Regions from separate parts of the Ovis aries genome. Here region 2 is linked to region 1. A link is a contact called in public Hi-C data. All regions are on one chromosome and are shown on one strand. Each heading gives the region's core, a stretch centred on a gene start, on an enhancer-like site or on the middle of the called end of the contact. The rest is flanking DNA. Distances are from core to core; before and after follow the strand shown.

Region 1 (7,733 bases), core at 3,425-5,924:
GCCGGTGACACAAGAGCACAGCCCCCCTCCTCAGAACAGGAGGGACCACCGTCCCCCACAGTCCTGCAGAGGGAAGGCTGGTCCATCCAGGAAGCCCCTTCTGCCCTCCCGCACCCAATGATGACCCTCCCTGCCACCCTGGCAGCGATCTGATCTCCGTACCTCAGTCAGAGCAGCCCTACTCCCCAGGCAGGCAGGCAGGCAGGCAGGGCTGGGAGGAGACTCCGGGACCTTCCCACCTCTTCACCCCACCAGCAACCTCAGCGATACTTACTTACGATAACTACCACGATGATGGCGCAGATGGCTCCCAGCATGATCATCATCTGGGGGAACACGGACAAAGAGTGAGCCCTTGGGTTCGGAGAAGGAGGGAAGGAGCCCCGGGCTGGGGATGCGAGAGCAGCACCGCCTCAGTCCTGGGGAACAGTGGAAGAAGCCACACGCCCCCGGAATAGCTGGAAGCCTTGCAATCCCTGGCCCCCCGCTGTGTACCACCCCACTCCCCCATCAGACAGTAACCCCTCCACCACAGCTGGAGCTTCTCGAAAACGTCAAAGCATCTGCGACCTTCTCCTTTTCCCCTCCTCCTGTAGCCTGGAGGCTTTCAAAGGAACACCAGAGGAGATGCAAACTATGAACCTTTAGTCATCTGGTTCATTGTTCATCATAAAGTGTTCAGCTCATTCCCCAAGAGCTGCAGGTATTTAAATATGTATCTACCCCAGCCATTGTGTCGACATTGGTGTGTCTTCAGAAGGGACAGGTAAGAATTTTTATAGGGGTCCTCTGAGAAAAAGCAGCTTTACTAACCCCTCCAAACTCCTCAAGGTCTCCAGGGCCTCCAGTGAGTGGTTCTGAGTGCTCTAGCGTACCCTGGTGGCTAGCTCGGGTAATGCAGCTTAGGAAGGCGGCTATCCAGATTCCCTCCCAAGAGAGGAGCCAGCAGAGAGGATGCGGAACCATTCCACATTCCACAGAGAATGTGGAACCTAAGGGTTTTCCTGCCTCCTGTGCGTTGAGACCCAGGAAAATAACAGGGAGGGGACGGGAGCACTCACCTTGCAGTTTTTCCACCAGTACTTCCTCTTTAACTTGGCAGCGCTGCTCTCAAATTGAGATGCACCCGCCTGCAGGGCGTCGGCTCGGTCATCCAGCTCTGACAGCTTCTGGTCCCTCTCTAGGACCTTGTCCACATTTACACGCATGATGTCCACAACCTGAGCAGGGCATGGGAACACAGAGCAGCTAAGCCCCCCCAGAGCTGGGGCCAGCACCCCAAGGCTGCCCTGCCTAATTCTACAGGGTACCCTGCCTCCCAGAGCTGTTAGCTGCCCCTCTACATAAAGAGAAGTTTCCAGACTCCCATGATTTGGAAACTCTCGGAGAAAAAGCTATCCACCTACCTCCTCCACTTGTGCCTGGGTCTGCTGTAGTCGTCTGTTACTGGTCATATTAGGAGGAGGGCCAGGGGGACCCCCACCTGGGGCAGCCCCTTCTGCCCCTTCAGTGGGTGGCTGAGCTGGAGCAGACCTTTGGAGAGAAGGGTACAGAGACAAGAAAGGAATCCCGTGCATTCTCACCCCGCAGCACCAAGGTGGTGGCAACAATAAGGTTATACGCAAACAGCAGGGGTCTAGCTCCTTGGCAATGCCAAGTGGGGTGATACAGAGACGCAAGGCAAAAAACAAAAGATCTTGCAACTGATGGGGCCCAGCGACACCCTGGCTGGAGGGTGGCGTCAAGAGCTCTCATCTGGGCTGTCCTCTGACCCAAACTCAAACGCATGCTCTGGCACGATGGCTACAGGGACAAATGGGCCAGCTGTACCTTAATTGTCATTTCTCTGCCTCCCAGAAGTCAATCTGGAAAACTCAAATACAGGTTAGGAGAATTATATGCAAAAAAACTAAACCTTCAGGACAAGTTTTGGAGAAGGAAATGGCAACCCACTCCAGTAGCCTTGCCTGGAAAATTCCATGGATAGAGGAGCCTGGTGGGCTACAGTCCATGGGGTCGCAAAGAGTCAGACATGACTGAGCGACTGAGCAAGCACTCAGGACAAGCGTACAGACTAACAGCTCTTTTTTTTTTTTTTTTTTTGCAAAGGCTTAATATAAAAATAAAGGCCAAGCGGACAGACTCTGCTCAAGGGGAGTCAGTTATTGGTATGTTTCACGAAGTGTCGTGGCCACTGTAGGACGACTTGGAGAATCACCAAAGGCCTCTGTAGTTGGAGTGAATCAGAACTGTTTGCTTGCTTCATTTTTTGGCAGAGAAGGTTGGGGGTTCACTTAGATAGAACCGGGGCCCAAACCAATTGTGTTAATTGTGAGACTGTTCCAAGAGCCCAGGCAGGAAACAAAAATACTGGACACAGTCCTCAATGTATAGGCATCAGGGACATTCTGTCCCTCCTTTTTCTAGATTTGGCATCAAGTCTAGGAGACTCTCCTAGTTCTTTATGTCCCAAACAGAAATCTTGGTTTACACTGAATAAACACAGAGACCATTCTCTTTCTCTCTTAGCCTTAGGGTGGGGGAATAATCTAGCATGAAAAGTGTTAGTCGCTCATTTGTGTCCAACTCTTTGCAACCCCATGGATTGTAGCCCTCCAGGCTTCTCTCTCCATGGGATTTCCCAGGCAAGAATACTGGAGTGGGTTGCCATTCCTTTCTCCAGGGGATCTTCCCAAATCAGGGATAGAACCCAGGTCTCCTGCATTGCAGGCAGATTCTTTACCATCTGAGCCACCAAGGAAGCCCCATCAAGCATGGAGTCCTCCAAATAAATCCCCCTCCATCTCTCCCAACACATAGAAGCTAAATTCATGTCCTAAAGAACTTTCAGAAGTCTAACCTAAGGCGTGAGCTGTTCTCTGCCAAGGAAGAACTCATAGGTAGGAGATAAATTGCTCAAATTTGATGGAGAAGAGAAATTACAAGAACTCCTCAAACAGAAGCAGAATCTCACAAAGCACACCTCATCAGAGCAGTCCAAGAGTAAACGTACTACGGATGAACCATCACAAAGTCACCAAAAAGGAAAAGCCTTGACTATTCACAATAGAACTAATACCCAGAAGTTCCTCCTAAGTAAATTTCAGTCTAAAGAGACAGAGAATAACCCCTCAGAAAGGCTCTTCTAGCAGATGACACCTGACTCATCCCAGTTAAAAGAATTGTTTTCCCATTTCCCTTTAAGGCACAAAAGAGGCAAAGGAAAGATACGGAGCTCTGGAAGCCACTAGACTCCTCTGCTACTACTGAGCTAAGCAATCTAGTTCTCTGATGAAAGTGGAAAATTCAATGAGTAGGAAGCAGCCGGTGTTTGGTCTTGGAAGTGGTCCAGGCTGGTGGCACCAATGACAAGATTAAGGTCAGAGACCTCGTGACACCCTTCTAGTCACCATGCTTTCCTCACCTCCTTCCTTCATCCCACATGGATGCTATTGGGAACCAGTCAGCGGAGAAGGCTCCCCCTGCCCAAAATGAAAACACAGAGCTTGGCCAAAACACGTAAACTACCATATACAGTTAAAACTGTAGAAATCAAATACGAATAGTTACAAAGCTTTGGAAGGGACCATTTCACTTACTACTTGTTGGGAGTTGGGAACATGCAGGAGTAACATATCCAAGGCTAGTTATAAGCCTTATGTAACATAAGTACATCTTTCCCTTTTTTTGTCACCAAGAGAAGCAACATGAATACGTCTTGGACCAGGCCAGGACTCTGGGCAAGAACGGGAAGTTCTTCCACTTGTCTAGCTATAGTTCTCCCTTAGGATCTTGAGACAGTCATGACCGGATGACTAAATTGATTATTAGAGACTAAACCTAATGTGTTAAGGGAAGGTGGAGGTGCGGGAGTGGTCCTCAGCTCTATTTCTCTTCCAAATACTTGGCTAAGACTCACTGACAGGAAAACACCTCCTCTATGGGTGGCCTTGGGATGAATGGCTGCTCGGAATTGCATACCACTGCCCCTGGAGTCCTTGTGAGCTGCTCACCAGAGAACTGGCAGACAAGTTTCTGAAGCTTTGCTCACTACCAACAGGGGGCTGCTCATCGCGATCGGGTTGAGAGATGGACACAAATGCAGACGCTGCAGAGCAACCCAAGCAGCTAACTGGCAGGTGCACCCATGACTGTCCTTCCAAGAAGCCCTAAGTACCGCCTTGATCAGTGACAAGAAAGAGCCTGGAGCCCCTCTCGGGTGTCTCCACGCCCCACCTTCGCCAGAGACCCGACTGAGGAGTCCCGCAGGCGAGAGGAGAGGGGGCAGTGAAGGTGGGACCCCCGCGCCCCGGCCGCGCCCGTGCGGTGCCGGCTGCGGCTGGTGCAGGAATGGGGTGCTGCCTCCCTTCCCGAGGGGGTGGCCCGGCCCGGGGGCGGCGCGCGGCGGTGGTTCCCCGCGCCGCCGCAGCTGCTGCAATGCGCCATTTTCGGTCCCGCAGAGTCCGGCGCTGGGGTGAGAGTTGGCAACGAGGTGTCGCGCCCCCCACATCACAGTCAACTCACATGTCACCGAGAGAAGAATGAGAGGACCGTTTCCTCTCCGGAGTCTGCGGCTAGACACCCGATCGGGAAACGCTGCAGTGAAGCCGCCCGCACCTCCGAGCTCCGCCTCTAGCAGCCCACCGGAGGTCTAACTGCGGTGGAACTTACTGCAGTTGCCGCGCCGGCCCCAGTCTTTATCAGTGCTGGCCACGCCCCCAGATCAAGCTGACAACCCTGCAACCCAATCCATGCCCAGGACGGGCGCTAGTCCCCGAGGCGAAGGCCGAACAAAGCCTAGAGTGCCCGCCCCTGAAAATTGGCCAATCACAGCTCTCTTCTCATTCTAATTCGGTGGAACTCGGCTCCAACCCTCTGGAGAGGTGGCTCCAGTAATTTGAATTGGACCTTTTTTGGTGCCTCCCAGCCAATCGCTGAGCAGTTCCTCGCGTCCGGGCCCGCCCACGGCCCGTCTCCAGCCAGTCACGCAGCTTCCCCCGACAGCGACGGGCGGGCCTTCGGCTCTCCCGGACCCGGACTCCCGAGCCCCGGGAGCTGCGGGTGTTCGGCGATCTAGGTAGGGCCCAGGTACTCGCACCCTGCCCATCTCCACCTCATCTCCCTGCCTTTGACAAACAGCTCTGAGGAGGCTGAATCCATCAAGGCAGAGCCGCAGGCTCCCGGGGCCAAAGTAAATATCAGAGCTCCTCTCATCCGATCTGCACAACCAACAAGCCCCTCACGCAACGTAAATTTGACTCCCCCTTCCCTCTCGACTCAGTTACCCAAACCAGAAACCTGGAAACTATCTTAGATTTCCTTCCCATTCATTTTCACCTGTCCTCTAACAATTCACCAAGTTCTCCCTCTTAGTATTTCAAGTATTCTCTTCCCTCGTCTCCTTGTCCCACTTCAGATTATTATCTCTTACCTGGATGCCATCAGTTGTAAAACTATTACTTTATGTCCCGATGAGTAAAAAGGTAACAAATACACTGTGACATAATGCCTTCTTATCACTTCGATTTTTTGATTTTGTATTTATTGAAAGTGTAGGTTTCTATAGGTATAGGTTTTTATCATACTTCATTACCATGGAAAAACAGAAAAGAGTAACACGGTAACAGTGTTCCTGAAATCTCACAGACAGCAAATTTTATGATTCATTTTTTTGACTCAGATGTGCATGGTTTCCATACAATGTAGTCCTCTATGCATGCCATCAAGGGCTTTGGTGATGCAGCATTTCTTAAAGGAATGTTCCTTTTCTGTCTCTGGAATTTTCTTCCAAGCCTCAGACTCCTATTTGGCAAATTTTGATTCTTATGAGCCAGTATGACAAATACAATATGACTGTTCTGGCTAACAGTTATAGTCAAACATCCCAATTTATATGTTCAAATAAAAAAAAAAAGAAAAAGTGCCAAATGGCCTCTTAAAATTAATGAAATATAATATCTTCCTGTTTCATCTTGCCCCTCAGTTATAACTATCCTCTAAGAAACCACCAGGGTGATCTATCCAAATGTCACAACCCTACTTGAAAACTTTAAACAATTAGAAATATAATGCATTGATCATATGTGTTTATCCCATCCCCCTTCTGAAACTACGTCAAAATGAGAATTTGTAAATATTGAAAACAAATTATAAACCCTTAAAGACAAATAGAATGGAAGGAATTGGTCCTGACAGCATGAATGGCTAAATATGCCCACCAGATTCATATGAGGTTGCAAAAAAAAAAAACAAAACAGAGAGGTTCCAGTTTAGGCTTATTACAGATAAAGCTGCCATGAACATTCATGTGCAGATTTGTGCCATGCATCATGCCAAGTCACGTCAGTTGTATCCAACTCTGTGACCCTATGGGCTGTAGCCCGACAGGCTCCTCTGTCCATGGGATTCTCCAAGCAAGAATACTGGAGTGGGTTGCCATGCCCTCCTCCAGGGGATCTTCCCAACCCAGGGATCAAACCCGAGTTTCGAATGTCTCCTGCATTGGTAGGCAGGTCCTTTACCACTAGTGCTGCCAGGGAAGCCCATGTGCAGGTGTGCATGAACATAAATTTTCATTGCTCTGAGATAAATGCCCAAGAGTGCAATTGCTGGGTGGTAAAGTAAATACATGTTTAGTTTTGTAAGAAACTGCCAAACTGTTTTTCAGAATGACTGTACCATTTTAGAATCCCACCAGCAACATGTGAAGAATCCAGTTTTTCCACATCCTCATCAGCATTTCAGGGAAGTATTGGAGAAGGCACCCCACTCCAGTACTCTTGCTTGGAAAATCCCATGGACGGAGGAGCCTGGTAGGCTACAGTCCATGGGGTCACGAAGAGTCGGACACAACTGAGCAACTTCACTTTCACTTCTCACTTTCATGCTTTGGAGAAGGAAATGGCAACCCACTCCAGTGTTCTTGCCTGGAGAATCTCAGGGATGGGCGAAACTTGTGGGCTGCCGTCTACGGGTCACACAGAGTTGGACACGACTGAAGCGACTTAGCAGCAGCAGCAGTAGCAGCAGCAGCATTTGGTGTTGTCACTTTAAAAAATTAGCCATTCTAATAGGTATATAGTGATATATTGTTATGGGTTTTTCGTTTCCCTAAAGGCTAATGATGTTGAATATATTTTAATGTGTTCATTTGCCATATATATATCCTCTTTGTTGAAAGATCTATTCATGTCTTTTGCCCATTTTTTAATTGGGTTATTTTTTTGCCTTTGAGTTTTAAGAATTATTTAAATATTCTAGATAAAGTACTTTGTCAGCTAAATAGTTTCTCCCAGTCTCTCTTTTGTCTTTTCATCCCCTTAACTGGAACTTTCATAGAGTAAACATTTTCAATTTTGTTAAGATCCAATTTATGAACTTGTCCTTTAATGCATCACTTTCTGTGTCACACTTTGCCTAGCTCTAGAGTCTCATACTTTTCTCCTATTTTATTTTCCAAGAGTTAGATAATTTTGTTTCATAATCCATTTCGAGTTAATTGCTGTATGAGGTGTGACATTTAGGTTGGGGTTCCTTTTTTTTTTTCAATGGATGTCCAATTGCTCCAGGACTGTTTGTTGAAAAAGAAACCCTTCCTCCATTAAACTGCTTTTGCATCTTTGTCAGAATCAGTTGGGCTGGGAATTCCCTGGCTGTCCTGTGGTTAGGATTCAGCACTTTCACTGCTGCAAGCTCAGACTCAATTCCTGGCTGGGGAAGAGCCCACAAGCCAT
Region 2 (7,733 bases), core at 3,736-6,235, 45 kb before region 1:
ATCCGACTCTGTGTGACTCCATAGATGGTAGCCCACCAGGCTCCGCCGTCCCTGGGATTCTCCAGGCAGAAGACCCAGGGCAACAACAACAACAAAAATAAACCTCTGTGCTTTAAAAGACACTATAAACAAAGGACAGACTAGCAGAAGATATTAACAACTCATACGACTGACAAAGAATTACTCTCCGGCGTGTTAAAAAAAAAATCAGTGAGAACGAGACCACCAGACAGAAAAGAGGACAAAGTGTAAACCAGCCAATCACTCATAAAGGATGCCAAAAAAAATTTCGAAAAAACATTCAGTTTCATCAGTAGTCATGAATATCCACATTAAAATGACAAATACTATTTCACACATCAGAACTAGCAAAAATTAAGAAATCTTATGAGACCAAGAACTGGTAAGGATTTGGTTCCCTGGTGGCTCAGACGATAAGGAATCTGCCTGCAATGTGGGAGACCCAGGTTCAATCCCTGAGTCGAAGATCCCCTGGAGAAAGGAATGGCAACCCACTCCAATATTCTTACCTAGAGAATCCCATGGACAGAGGAGCCTGGGAGGCTACAGTCCATTGGGTTGTAAAGAGTCAAACACGACTAAGTGACTAACACTTTCATTTGGAGCATATAGAGCTCTCATGCATTGTTAATGGGACTTTAAATGAATAAGATCATTTTGGAGAGCAAACTGGCTGTAGTTTGCAAAACAGAAGACACATTTTCTTACATGTGATGCACATTTTATTTCTAGGCGTAGAGAAATTCTTATTCACAGGCATAAAGAGACATTCAGGAGGATGTTGATATGGGCATTGTTTTCTAGTAGTTGAAAAGGTGAAAGCCATATAAACAGAATATTCATACAACTGGAGCATATTTATACAATTTAATATAAAATACAGTATTAAAACGTAGTAATACAGTAAATAGTAAAAAATGTTGATACATGTAGCTTTAGTATCGGTTCTGTGACTTTGTTCTTCTATGAAATGAGTTGGCTATTCTGAGTCTTTTTGCCTCTCATATAAATTTTTTAAAAGCATGTATTTATTTTATTTATTTATTTATTTGGCTGTGTATGGTCTTAGTCGCATCATGCAGGACCTTTCATTGTAGTGGTAGGGCATAGTAGTTGGGACACATGGGCTTAGTTGCCCTGAAGCATGTGGCATTTTAGTTCTCCGACCTGGGATCAAACCCTCTTCTTCTGCATTGCAAGGTGGATTCTTAACCACTGGACCACCGGGGAAGTCCCTCATATAAATTTTTAAATTTTTAAATCAGTTCGTCAATATACACAAAATAACTTGTCAATATACACCAAATTGTGATTGCAATTGTGTTGATTCTACAGATCAGGTTGGGAATAACTGACATCTTAACAACATTGACTGGAAGATTTTTTTTTTTTTAAGATGAAGAGAAACTTGAGTATATAGTGTATTTTAAAGTTTTGGGAAAGGAGCCAGTAGAGAAGAAATGATTGAAGCCTCAGAATGGAAGGAATAATCTAAAGCAGGAGGCTCCTAAGCAAGCTGAAAGAAATGGGGTTCAGAACGCATGTGTAGGAACTGGCCTTAGACTGGAGGAGGGACTTTGGTCTGTTGTAAAGTGAGGAAGAGGGAGAGGATGGGGGCAAATGCAGGTGTATCTGTCAATTTCGGATTTGGGGCAAAGAGGGAAGCCAAGTCATCTGTTAAGTGAATGAAAGAGCGCTTGGAAGTCTGACTAGAGGAAGCATGAATTGCAGGGAGGGAAAGAGCAGGTTGACCAGAAGGACGTACCAGGCTCATTAGGCAGAGTTGTGGGCTCAGTTGGTCATAAATTGAGTTCCTGGTCTATGCTGATATGTGGGTGCTACTGCCTGAGGGTGCTCAGAGATCTAACGGCACACGTGGAGGAGGTAATACTTCTGTTCATCCAGGATTAGGGTGTTCCTACGAAGGTGTGATTAAAAGTCAGAGAGGCAAGGGTGGAACTTCCCTGGTGGTCCAGTGGCTAAAACATCACAATTCCACAGAAGAGGGCTCGAGTTCTATGCCTCTTCAGGGAACTAAGATCTCGTAGCCTGTGCAACCCAGCCAAAAAAAGAGAGAGAGAGGCAAAGGATTTTATAATATATTGACAAGAGAGACAGAAATAGGGTAGGATCTAAAGAGTACAGAAAGGGAAGTGAGAATGGAGGGAGGGAGCTGATGGCTGGAAACCAAGCAGAGGAGGCCTTGGCCCGGGGCAGACCCGAGTGAAGAGCAGACACAGAGGGAGCAGTTGGGCAAGAACTGGGGGCTGTGCCCACAGAGCTCCCACATCTGTAAAGTGGGGAAACAAGAGCGTGTAATGAAAAGTAAATGTGACAAAGCACGTGCTTCGTAAACCGCTAGACACCATACAATGTTGGTTTGTTAGCTGGTTTTTCACTAGACTGCAAGTTTTCTCTCTCTTTTTTTTTTTTCCGGCTTGTGGCAAGGCCTTGGGCAAGCCACTTCTGAGTGCTGATTTTGCTTTGCTCCCTCTATTTGCCACTTACCACATTTTACTGTTTGTCCTTTGGTCTCGTGCTTTTCCCTGATCGTAAACCCGAGGGCAAGGCCTTGTACGTATTCCGCACAGTGTCCTTGCTGGCCACCGGCACAGAGCTCAGCATCCAATTAGAGGCAGTTCATTTGGTGTTGCAGGAAGATTAATGGTCTGGTAGGAAAACACCCAGGTTCCGCTCCCAACATCACCATTACTATCCTCGTGACCTGAGAAAGCTTTTCATGACCTGGCTTCACTCACCTGATCAGACTCATTACTTTGTCCTCTGCTTTTACACTAGCCCTTCTGAGATAATCGTTCTCGGGACTAACAGTTCTCAGAACATCGCTTGCTTTTGTATGTTTCTCCACCTATGCCCAATCTCAGGACTGGTAGTTCATACTACCAGTGAAGTATTTCACAAGTATTCTTGCCTTTGTGAAAACTAGGGAAAAGTACCTCCTCATGCCGTGTACTCCTCATGGAGTGCAGGCTGGATTTCAGGCCCCACTCAGCCCTTGGCCTGGCCCCCTGCTGCATGGATCAGCCTGCACACCATTCCCGAAGCCTGGAGCAAACACAGCTAGCCTGCCCAGCAACCCCCTACTCCTCCACCAAGTATCAGCTCAACCACTGCCTCCCCTGTGACATCATCTTCCTCTAGCAGATGTTGTTGGGTTTGGGATTTAAGCTTCCTCTTTTTTTGAAGTAGCCTCCATTAGCGCAATTGTCTTCACTGAATTACGGTTGCTTGTCTACACACCTCTCTACCCCTTTAGATTATTCTCAATGTTTGCTCCTCTTTTATTCTTCACACAAAGGCCAGTTCCTAACGCATAGGAAGTGACCCCTAAAGTGGAGTGAATGAATGAGTGAGTGACTTTTTAATTCTCTGGTGCTCATGATGCTTGTCTGAGAATAAAGGAATCAGAATAAGGGACAGCTGGACTTCCCTTGTGGTCCAGTGGTTTAGATGCTGTGCTTTCAATGCAGGGGGCATGGGTCTGATTCCTGGTTGGGGAACTAAGATTCCACATGCCATGGGACATGGTCAAAAAAAAGAGAAGAGAGAGAGAGATGCCTGAATTTCTTACCAACTCGAGAATTCCCTTTTCAACATGCATTATATAAATGGCTGGTGAGCAAATGAATAGAATCCAACCAAAATAAAATCCCTTTGAAGGTGCAGCTCTAAGGGACGTGGGTCAGTTTGTTTAAGTTTTATTCTAGAAGCAGTGAGTTTTGCCCAAGTTCTATTCTAGAAGCAAGTTATTGTGCTTTTTTAAATCTCCTACATATTTTGTCTTGCTGCTGAGACCTTTCAGAGACATTTCAGACTATCTGAAATAGAGTTTAAGAGGAGCTGCTTTATGAAGCCCTTCCAGAGAGTAGATTGCCTTTCATCTCATTATGCCGCATTAACTATTTCTATTATTGATCTTTCTCAGATACTGTCCCAAAAGGAACGATCATTTCTCTACACAGGGCAGCTCTTTAGCCTCTTTGAAGCAAATGTTCCTTCTCTCACGAGAGAACATTTTACCCTGAATCCTTCCTCCCTCATCAAAGATATTGTCCTTAAGTAGACTTTGTCAGTCTCCCCCAAAAGGCAGTAAGTCATTCAAGGGCATCAAGCCTCTGGGAAGCTAACAGAAGCAGAAGGTCTAGAGTAGGGGCTTTTACAGACTATTCCCTGGTTCCCCAAAGAGTCCAGTAACTCGCTGAGTCTAGTCACAATATTGTGTGCATTTTCCAAAGAGAGATAAGGGTCCTTTTCAGATTCTCAAAGGAGCCCCTTGACCCAGAAAAGCTGAGTAAGAACCACTGGTCTAGAGTCTGGCTAAAATAGACTGGGAAATACAGGGGCTTTTAAGTTCAGATAAGAGGCTCTTCCCTGGTGGCTCAGATAGTAAAGAATCTGCCTGCTGTGCAGAAGACCCAGGTTTGATTCCTGGGTTGGGAAGATCCCCTGGAGAAGGGCAAGGCAACTCACTCCAGTACTTTTGCCTGGAGAATCCTATGGACAGAGGAGCCTGGTGGCCTACAGTCCACAGGGTCACAAAGAGTCCAACACGACTTAGTGACTGAACAACAATAACAATACTCAACAGTACTCTCTGGGGTCATACCAAAGACGAATGCCTCAATAGCCCCAGACTGGAGTCCTTGGAACCGAGTCCATCCACCCATCAGCAGCCCTCCCTGAGGGGCTCCTCCAAATCCCTGGGTCTTGCTGAAACCCAACCTGCTCTGCAGACAGGGCGAAGCTTTGGGGAGGGCGGGGGCGGGATGGCCTTGGAGCCAGATGATTGGGGTATTGGGTTTCTAAGTAGTGCCCTCGCCCAAGACAGAAACATTATTCTGCCACAAGGGGGTACCCAACACTCAGACATGAACCTCTTGCCTCTTGCTCAAAGAAGCTTCTCAAGCTCTGAGCCAAAGCTCCTGGTTATCCAATCCGCCCACAAAGCCCTTCTACCCAAGCCCAGTGTCCCGGGGGAGGCTTAGTCACTCCTTTCTGTACAAAGTTTGTGTATGTTCCTGCTGGCTTCAGTCCTTTCCCTAGAGGTGACCTTGGACCCCACGTTCCTCCTCAGAGTCTCCCTGGATCACATAACTTGAATTGTGAAGACCCTGATCAGAGGCGAAGGCAGCACACACTTGTCTCTCCACTCCCCGGGTTACTCCTGGGCCTGCAGGGCCGTCATTCAGAGCTCTGTCTTTAGGGTGTGTTCACAGCTGTGCACAGAGGTCTGCAGATGCTGGTGGGGTGTTATGAAATCATCTCTAGAGAGCTGTGACCTACTCAGACAGAATTTTAAAAAGGCTGATGCTTTCAAACTATGGTGCTGGAGAAGACTCTGAGAGTTCCTTGGACAGCAAGATCAAACCAGTCAGTTCTATAGGAAACCAACCCTGAATATTCATTGGAAGGACTGATGCTGAAGCTGAAGTTCCAATACTTTGGCCACCTGATGTGAAGAACCGACTCATTGGAAAAGACCGTGACGCTGGGAAAGTTTGAAGGCAGTGGGTGAAGGCAATGACAGAGGGTGAGATGATTGAATGGCATCACCAGCTCAATGGACATGAGTTTGAGCAAACTCCGGTGATGGACAGGGAAGCCTGGCCTGATGCAGTCCATGGGGTTGCAAAGAGTCAGACACAACTGAGCGGCTGAACAACAACAGCAGCAGGCAGGATAAGGAAAACATCCAATACTTATCGAGGCTGAAGGAAAGAGTTATCAAGAATTAGCTGAGGCTTGGGTGGGGTCCTGGGCCGCCATGTACTGTAGCGAGGGTGCAATTTGGACCCAGAAGGCAAGGTACAAATCTAAACCCATCGGAAGGTTATGGACTTAGACAAAATCAAAAATATTAAATTTATAAATGGAGGTTAAAATATTTCAGGGAACTTATTGTATCCAATCGAGAAGACTCGCCTAGTTGTACGTTGGCCCCAGGTCTGGCATCCTAGCTTCAAATCTCTGGCAAATAGATAACTTGAGTCTTCTTGAGACAGTCATCACAGATCCTGTTCATACATTGTCCACTTGAGATAGTAACTCTGTTCCCTTGGTGGACAGGTGTCCTTTTAACTCCAGGAAGGTTTGGGATCGACACAGTGGCATTGCCAGCATGGCTAAGATGAAGCCGCGTTTCTTGAAATTCCCTCTCTGTGTGGTTCCAGATTAGGACTGGCTATGAGAGAAGTGTGAGTGGGGTCTGAAAGGTGGAAAGGCAGAAGTGAAGCAGCAACCACTGCCCTGAGGGTCAGCATGGGTGCTAGGGTGCGGCAGCCCCCACCCAGCGCAGCTGCTCCGACAGTTCACTTTTTCAGCCCAGGAAGCAACAACCAGTCCTGCACAGCCTCCTGCTCCTGTCAGACCTCCCCATTCAGCTATGCCAGCTCCTGGGCCAGGAGTGTGTGCCTCTCCACGGCGGAGGGTGCCAAGCGCTTCTGCAAACAACCCACATCTTCCAGGCTGGAGCTGTGAGGGACAGATGCAGGTTCCACGTGGTCCTTCCAAGCCCTCCCCCACTTCACAGCTGGCATTTCTTCCCGGCTGATCTATGGTGATCACAGACCCTTCATCAGTCCCTAATTCCATGTTACTCCCAGTGGTTTTGCTTCTCCGGTCAAAGCTTAACTGATCCCAACAAGAAGTGATGACGGAAATCAGACTCATGCTAAGCTTCACATATATTTGAGTTCTTTTTGGTTTCTTTTCTTTTCTTTGGTAGCATCACATGGCAATGCAGAATTTTGGTTTCCTGACCAGGGATCAAACCCACGCTCCTTGCAGTGGAAGCTCAGAGTCTTAACTGCCGGACCACCATGGAAGTCCCTCAGTAGATTTTAAAAGATAGATATCTTGGACGGCAAGGAGATCCACCAAGTCCATCCTGAAGGAGATCAGCCCTGGGTGTTTTTTGGAAGGAATGATGCTAGAGCTGAAACTCCAGTACTTAAGCCACCTCATGCGAAGAGTTGACTCATTGGAAAAGGCTCTGATGCTGGGAGGGATTGGGGGCAGGAGGAGAAGGGGACGACAGAGGATGAGATGGCTGGATGGCATCGCCGAGTCAATGGACATGGGTTTGGGTGGACTCTGGGAGTTGGTGATGGACAAGGAGTCCTGGCGTGCTGCGATTCATGGGATTGCAAAGAGTCGGACACGACTGAGCGACTGAACTGAACTGAACTGATCATAAAAAGCATCTTCTCTGATCAATAGAATGAAGTTAGAAATTAATAACAAAATGAAGACTGTAAAATTCACACTATTGTGGAAATTAAACAACATATTTTTACTACACTTTTACATTTTAAACAACTAATGGATCAAAGAAGAAACCACACAGGAAATTATAAAATACTTAGAGGCAAGTGAAAACACAACATACTAAAACTCTGGGGATGTAGTGATTGTGGTACTAAGTGGAAATTTTATAGCACATTTTCCTACATTAAAAAAAGCAAGATTTCAAATCAACAGCCTAACTTTACAACTTAAGGGACTAGAAAAAGAAGAACAAGCTAAACCCAAAGCTAGCAGAGGAAGTAAATAACACAGATTAGGGCAAAGATAAACAAAACAGAGAACAGGAAAACTACAGAGAAAATCACTGAAACCAAAAGTTTGTTCCTTGAAAAGATCAACCAAATCAGTAAACTTTTAGATAGACGAACTAAGAGAAAAAGAGAGAA

The links. Hi-C and Micro-C count contacts between places; a contact is called where the count stands out from the background.
Region 2: a Hi-C map of tail adipose tissue shows a contact between it and region 1, with 4 times the contacts expected there. The contact joins the enhancer-like site here to the promoter of VAMP1 in region 1. A contact is called at or near these places in 3 of 16 Hi-C or Micro-C datasets (skin fibroblasts and tail adipose tissue).

What each region holds. Positions count from the first base shown.
Region 1 is chr3:209,747,229-209,754,961 of ARS-UI_Ramb_v3.0, reverse strand. It overlaps VAMP1 (vesicle associated membrane protein 1), which reads right to left and starts at 4,674. Exons shown (of 4, transcript XM_042248239.2): 1 at 1,407-4,674; 2 at 1,062-1,220; 3 at 275-326. The coding sequence starts at 1,577.
Region 2 is chr3:209,792,258-209,799,990 of ARS-UI_Ramb_v3.0, reverse strand. No RefSeq gene overlaps it. Among named protein-coding and RNA genes, the nearest start is that of CD27, 24 kb to the right of the region's middle. Within about 2 kb of position 4,985, at least 22 of the 54 cell types and tissues checked have an H3K27ac peak or open chromatin away from gene starts, as enhancers often do. A contact at or near this core is called in tail adipose tissue, where this site is marked.